Regions from separate parts of the Neogale vison genome. Here region 2 is linked to region 1. Evidence: chromatin contacts called from public Hi-C data. All regions are on one chromosome and are shown on one strand. The core of a region is the stretch at or near the end of the contact, and the rest is flanking DNA. Distances in the headings are between cores, read along the strand shown.

Region 1 (3,406 bases), core at 307-2,806:
TAGAAGATCAACACTGTGGATTTGATAACCAACAGCAGCAGATAGTGGGCCATAGAGCTGGGGAGACCATGGGACAGGTAGGGCCCAAAAAGGACACATGCCATGGGAGGGGTCATGGCTTCTCAGTGCCCACTGAATGCCGTGGGAGCCCCCAGTCATCAGCTCTTTCTAGGTTTTAAGAACAGCTAGAAATCTGAATTGAAAAAAGTCAGCACCAAATTGGCACACAATCTCTTAAAAATACAGATAGAACAAACTATGATTTGGTTTGACAGAAGCTCAGGTTGTAACTTCTGAGTAATCTGTTTCCTGGACATTTCACGTCTGAGTAGTCTTCCTCAAAACCCATAACCTTACTCTACTCATGAGACAGTATCAGACGACCCAAATGGAGTGAATTCTATGAAACATCTGGCCAGTGTTCCTCAAAAATTTCAAGGTCTTAATAAACAAGGAAAAGAAGACCGAAAAACTGTCACAGATCAGGCAGGCTAGGGACACATGATGACTAAATGCAATGTGATATCTTGAAATATTAGTGGAAAAATTGGTGAAAATCTGAATAATGTCTGGAGTTCAGTTGATGGTACATTAGTTTCTTAATTTTGAGAAATGAAGCATAATGGAAGATGTTAATATTATTGGAAAGTGGGTGAAAGGTATGTGGCAACTTCTTGTGCTATATTTGTAACTTTTCTGTAAATCTAAGATTATTCCAAAATCAAAAGTTTATTCAAAAGAAAAAGTCCCTTCTAAGCACAAGATAACCTTTGGTTGTTTTGGTTCTGCAAATGAAGCTGGGTTTCCAGCTCAAATGCTGTCCCATTGGTAGTCCTTCTTTCAACCTGGGGAGCATGCTTAGCACAGTGTTGAGCTTTATTGTTATTTTCTTCTAGAACACAGAGCACCAAGGCTTCTAAATTGGGTGTGCAAGTGAGCCCAGACACATGTGGGGAGTCATGCAAGTTTGCTGTGCAAAATGGCGTCTCTCTTCCTATTAGTAAGAGAAGCTCTACTTTGTGGCCACACACACTGTTGTCCTCCCACTCTAACTGCCCTGTAGCAGCTGGAGTCAGTTTGAAATTCATAGGCAGAGGCTTAGGTGCACCCTGAGGGCTAACATTTTGCCTAAGGATATGGAGGTTTGATCCCCTTCGCCAGACTGGACAGCTGGCTCATTTTCTAAAGCCTTCTGGCTTGGTGTAGTAGGATCCAAGAAGAACCCCTCCTTTCTAAGAAAACATTCCCCGAGTCAGGAAAATTGGAGAGGCAGAGAGGGCTGAAGTGAGCTATCAGAGTGAGGAAGGGGCCAGCATGGGAGTGAGAAAACTTTACAAATGTTTTCATCTTTCCAGGGGAGTTAAGTTTCTCTAAATTTGTGGTCCCTCTGACTCCACAGGAATTGTATCTTTCTGCAGTGTTCCCAGGCAATTATCCGTCCTCACAGAGCTGAGCCTCTGCTTTCAGGACCCAATCAAGTGGCCACAAATCAAAGATAGCTTGGACTCATTCCACTAATAGCACGCAAAGCCATTAGCTGCGGTTGTTTGAAAAGGGAAGTGGCTCAGATATCTCTGGTCTCAAGAAAAGCTTCTGTAATGTCAGATTATGGTTACCAAATGGCTTAGTGGACTGAGGCATCACATTTCTCATAATGAGAGGTTATTTATTGCACCACTGAACCAACACACTCTCCCTTGCTCACTTGCACAAGATAAGATGAAGAGCCCTTTCAAGTTGAATTAAATTTAAAAGGAAAAGCAACACACATGCTCCCAGCTAATGCCTGGGTTTAGCTCAGGTTGTGTAGGGACCGGTGTGGAAGTCTCCTTCGGTGGGTGGTCTGAGAGCCTCGGCAAGACTCTGCTTGCCCCAATCTCTAATTTTTTGGGCCCACTGCTTGAGGTTGAACTCATTCGGAACATTTCTTTTGGTTAAGGCACTGTTTCCAAGAAAGTCTTTGTCAAAATGTTAAGAACTTATGCTGTTCGGGGCATCTGGGTGGTTCAGTGGGTTAAAGCCTCTGCCTTCTGCTCTGGTCCTGATCCCAGGGTCCTGGGATTGAGTCCCGAGTCAGGCTCTTTGCTCAGCAGGGAGCCTGCTTCCCTTCCTCTCTCTCTGCCTGCCTCTAGGCCTGCTTGTGATCTCTCTCTGTCAAATAAATAAGTAAATAAAACATAAAAATGTAAAAAAAAAAGAAAAAAAGAAAAAAAAAGAACCTATGCTGTTCACCATCCTTAACCTAACAGGTGCCCCTCTTTCTAGGGCAAACCTCTCCGGGTGCCCCCTCCTGGGGTTCCTAGCGGTTGTCAATCCCAGCATTCCCCGCTCTTGGCTACCGAGTAAGCATGCGTCCATCCCTCCGGCTATGGTGATTGGTTCAGGGCTGGGCACATGACTGAATTTGGGCCAATCAGAGGCCCTTTTGAGGATGGTTTTCCGAGAAGAGCTAAGGGTGGCAGCATCTTAATCCGGAGGCTGCGAGCCTGGGTTCCAGAGGCTGTGTTTTCAGTCACGCTGAGGAAACGTATGTCCACTGGAGAGAATAAAAGCCATGTGGAGGTAAGGAGAGACAGAGGGAGGGGTCCTTATGGCGGCGAGGCCCAGTTCTCTCACCGAGAACCGGGATACCTGTGCGGATGCCCCAGGAGCCTTCCAGTAAAGCCCCCTTTAATGAAGCTTGTTTGCACTGGGCTTCTACCCCTGGCAGGGACGAGGACTGACTAACGCACGCCGTCCATGGGCCTGTCTTCTCCCGCTTTCCATAAACACCATTCCTGCCTGGGCAAGTGTGGGCTGCCTGCTGGCTTGCTCCCTGACGCTGGGCGCCGAGGTGCCAGGTACCTCTGCTGGTCCGGAGTGGAAGGGAGCGGAAGGAGGAGACTAAAATGCAAACACCTTGGCCTGGTGGGAGGAAAACCGGAGGGCACAAGGGTGGGCTGTCCTCGCTGGCTTTCTGGTAAGGTCTTTGGAAGAAAGGGCTCTGCAGCTCAAGTAGTTGTGGGTGGCCTTAGAGGTCAAGGGCATAGGTCAGGGAAACAGAAACTCCCCCACCCCCACCACAGGCTACCCCCAGGGCTCTCCCAGTGGCCTCCAGCCCTGCGGGGACAGACGCTGCAGGCTTCCGCTGAGATAAGCCAGGGGGAAGCCAGTCCAGCCGGCCCTTCGGCTCTGCGATGCCCACCCAGATCAGGAGTGTCCGGGCGGTGCAGGGGGTTCTTCAGTCCCTGAGCCCGGGTTCCCCCCATGGCACCCGTGCTCTGAGGCCAATGGGAAGCGGCTGTGAGCGCCACAGGGGAGCGAGGGCTAGGCCCCCCTCCAGCTCTGCCGGCCCCAAGATGCACACGGGCGCGGAGAATAATAAAGCCTTTCCGTGGCTCAGCAGGCGCTTGAAGTCCGACTTTCA
Region 2 (3,406 bases), core at 660-3,159, 150 kb after region 1:
GCTGAGAATTGGCATAAGTCCGTAGACAATTCCCGTCTATTAAATTAAAGCCTACTGAGAGACCGGTGTGTGCAGCTGTCTCGAACTGAATTATTAGGCAAGGGGCTTGCTGAAGCTGGACATTGTAAAGTTATGAAACTCATCTCAAAGGGTGTGTAGACCAACCCAACTATGAAACCAATGCTTGTTTATTCCATTGCTCAAAAACAACTTCATCACGGATTGGAGAGCTCTGTTACAGTGTGTGACATCATTTCCAGAGAGAACCTCTCAAAAACTACTGAATGGAGACTTTTTTTTTTCAAATGATTATTTATTTATTTATTTGATAGAGAGAGATCACAAGCAGGCAGAGAGGCAGGCAGAGAGAGAGAGAGAGGAGGAAGCAGGCTCCCTGCAGAGCAGAGAGCCCGATGCGGGACTCGATCCCAGGACCCTGAGATCATGACCCGAGCCCAAGGCAGAGGCTTAAACCACTGAGCCACCCAGGCGCCCCCTGAATGGAGACTTTTACAAAAAGCATTTTCTTATCAGGTCAGATATTTTATTGTTGGTCTCTCACAAAGTGTGATTTTCAGACATCTCTTTGGGCTTTAACCACTTAGTTCCAGGTCAGCTATGAGGCATAGTCCATAGGCCTCCCTCACCCAGTTTTACTGCAAAAGGGAACCACACTATTTCTTCTTTGTGAACCTCACAGTCCTCACTTCCATAAACAAAAACAAGTATTCAAAGAAATTCTTCCAGCTGATGATGATGATGATGATGATGATGATTTTAGCAGGCAGGAAAGATGGCATTTGTGCTTTTCTCACCTGAGGATTTCCTTCCACATAAACTTGTCTGATGGATCTGGAATGAGACTGAGGGGGGTTCGAATTCTGGCTTCACCTCTTGAGAGGTGGTTAAGAGGTGGGAAGGGGAGAAAACCATCAAGCATTTTAATCACTTCCTTGAAAAGAATCATTTAAGATTACAGTGTTGTTGTTGTTGATTTAATTTTTACTTAAAAGGGTTACTTGGGTTACTTAAAAGGGGTGGAGGGGAACAGGGAGAGAGAGAGAATTTTAGGCAGTCTCCACACCCAGGGGGGAGGCGACACGCGGGGCTCAATCTTACAACCCCGAGATCATGACCTCAGCCGAAATCAAGAGTCTGACGCTTAACAGACTGAGCCCGCCAGGCGCCCCAAGATTATGTCTGTAATTGTATTATTGCAGTGCGAGTGATCTTGGTTAAGTCACATAACCTCTCCGAACACCAGTTTCCACCTCTGCAAACTGAGAAGCAATAGAACAATAGAGATTTCCAGCGTGGATAATACTCAAAGCGCAGAGTTGTCACGTGGTAAACCCCCAACTTTTATGACACTTGAGGATCCCAGAGGCCCGGAGGTACAATTCCACCCTGGTCAACTACCAGACATCTCACCCTTCCCCGGGCTCGCCCTTTCCCCAACCTTGCGGAGAAGCCCTTTTCTCCCCCGGGGCTTGAAAATGCTTTGTACCAGCTGGTAAAGGGAGGGCGCAGCCAGCGGGGGAAGCTACCGGGGACGGAGCACCTCCTGCTTCCCCTTGGAAGGAAGCGTCCCCATCTCGAGTTCACAGCGCCCAGATCCGCCTCCCGATAGGGTGGTCAGGGCGTCCTCCCCGCTGGCCCCCGGGGTGCGGCAGTGCGTGCGCCGCGGAGGGCGGTGGCGGCGGGTACCCCGCCCTGGGCTGCCGCCCCCGCCGCCTCGGCGTGTCAGGTGCCGTGAGAAGCGCCCAAGGATATGACCGGAGCCCAAGACTTTCCAGAAGCCGCGCACGCAAAGGTCTGCTCTGCACGCAAGGGGGAGGGACAGCAGAGGAAACTTCAACCCGATGAAATTGGTAGGCGCGAGGAGAACGGCCTCCTGCTCCTCCTCCCCCTCGCCCTCCCTCCGGGATCCTCAGAGCGCCTTCCCTCTGCTCCTAGCCCCCCGTTCGCCCCAGCTTGGCTCCGGGCTCTGTGCCGAGGGTCTCGGACGCGGCCAGCGCGACAGTGCGCGGGTCTGGGGGAGGCGCCACCTTGGGGGACTGCGAAGCGGGAAGCCTCTCGACCAGCTGCGCGCGGCCAGCGCTGGTCTTTGTGTGCCCAGCACCGCTGGGGTCTGGGAGCGGCGTCTTTCGGGGTTCTTGATCTCTCTGCACAAGGTGGAAGGAGAACTTTGCCCGCCAAAGGGCCTCATCCGAGGGGCCTATTTGTTTGCAAGAAAGTTAAAATAAACTAAAACAACTGGGGATATGCTGTAAAGGCAAGCCGCCACCATAACCCGGGCAGTCCGCGTTCCTAAACCGACAGGTTCCCTCCCCCGGCCCGGGCGCCCAAGGATCCCGAACGGGTTTGTCTCGGGGAACGGAGCTCAGTCACCGAGAGGGAAGAGGAGTCACGCGCTCCGGCCGAGGGGGCGCGTTCCCATCCAGAGCCCCGCGGGACGGGCAGGTTCTGTTCCCAGCGCGCTTCCGGGAAACTGCGGCTTCGCTGGGGAGGGACTGATTAAGAGTGGTTTTCCGGCAGACTAGAAGCTCACACCGCAGCTCTGGCAAAGCCGACAGTCACTGTGCCAAGGCCGTCGGGAGAATTGCGGCCGCCTTGCGTGACCGCGGGAGCACAGCTACGCGGGTTAGGGGTCTGAGCCGCTGGACCCTCCCCGGCGCCCCGCCCCCCTCAAGCCCCGCCCCGCCCCGCGGGGCCACCCGCCCAATGCAGACCTTAAAAGTCGCGCGGGATGGCGCGTTTCAACTCTGGAGTGACTGTGCGCAAACGGGCCACGCCTTTGCAACACCAGCTGTCGGAGACACGCGGGGGTCCTGAGGGCTGGGAATTGCCTGCATTCGTTGACCCCCCAGTCTCAGTCCGCACTCTGTGAGAAAACCCCGCTTTGCCGAGGCCCCAGGTATAGCGGCGATCGGCAAAGAAGGGACCCTTCTCGGTCCGCATCCCAGTCCCAGCGCCCCTGGCTCGGACGACGCCTAGAGGCTACTGAGTGGGTGCTCAAGCTCCCAGAGCAGCAGGTGTCCCGGCTAGGTCTCCGATTTCCTGGAGACCTCCTGCCCTCCACAAAGGCCCCAGCCCTGTTTCGGAGCCGTGCATCCCGCGCCCGCAGGAAACCGCGCCACCTCGCAGGTCAGTCTCTCCGCGGAGCTGCTATCCCGCGACCTTGCCGGGCCGGGGTGGTAGGCACCGAGAGGGAACGGAGCGCCTCGGTCTTGATGCCCTCCGGGTTGTCCCCGAGTTGCTGGGACCGTTAGGCCGCTGAGGGTTGAGGTGGGGACGGAGAGTTCGGGGCACAGAGAGGTGGAGACACGCTTTTCCCCTTCTTCTTAGGGGAAGGGGTTTGGGCCGGGAAGAAGCGTCCTCTGCTGCTTGACCAGTGCGCGCGCCC

The links. A called contact is a pair of places that touch in the nucleus more often than the background predicts.
Region 2: a contact with region 1 is called in a Hi-C map of fibroblasts, with 2.9 times the contacts expected there. The contact joins the promoter of LOC122915146 here to the enhancer-like site in region 1. A contact is called at or near these places in 2 of 3 Hi-C or Micro-C datasets (fibroblasts and muscle).

The regions. Positions count from the first base shown.
Region 1 is chr8:113,492,610-113,496,015 of ASM_NN_V1, forward strand. No RefSeq gene overlaps it. Among named protein-coding and RNA genes, the nearest start is that of ATL2, 76 kb to the left of the region's middle. Within about 2 kb of position 1,557, the one cell type or tissue checked has open chromatin away from gene starts, as enhancers often do. A contact at or near this core is called in fibroblasts, where this site is marked.
Region 2 is chr8:113,644,652-113,648,057 of ASM_NN_V1, forward strand. It overlaps LOC122915146 (cytochrome P450 1B1), which reads left to right and starts at 1,910. Exons shown (of 3, transcript XM_044261726.1): 1 at 1,910-3,147.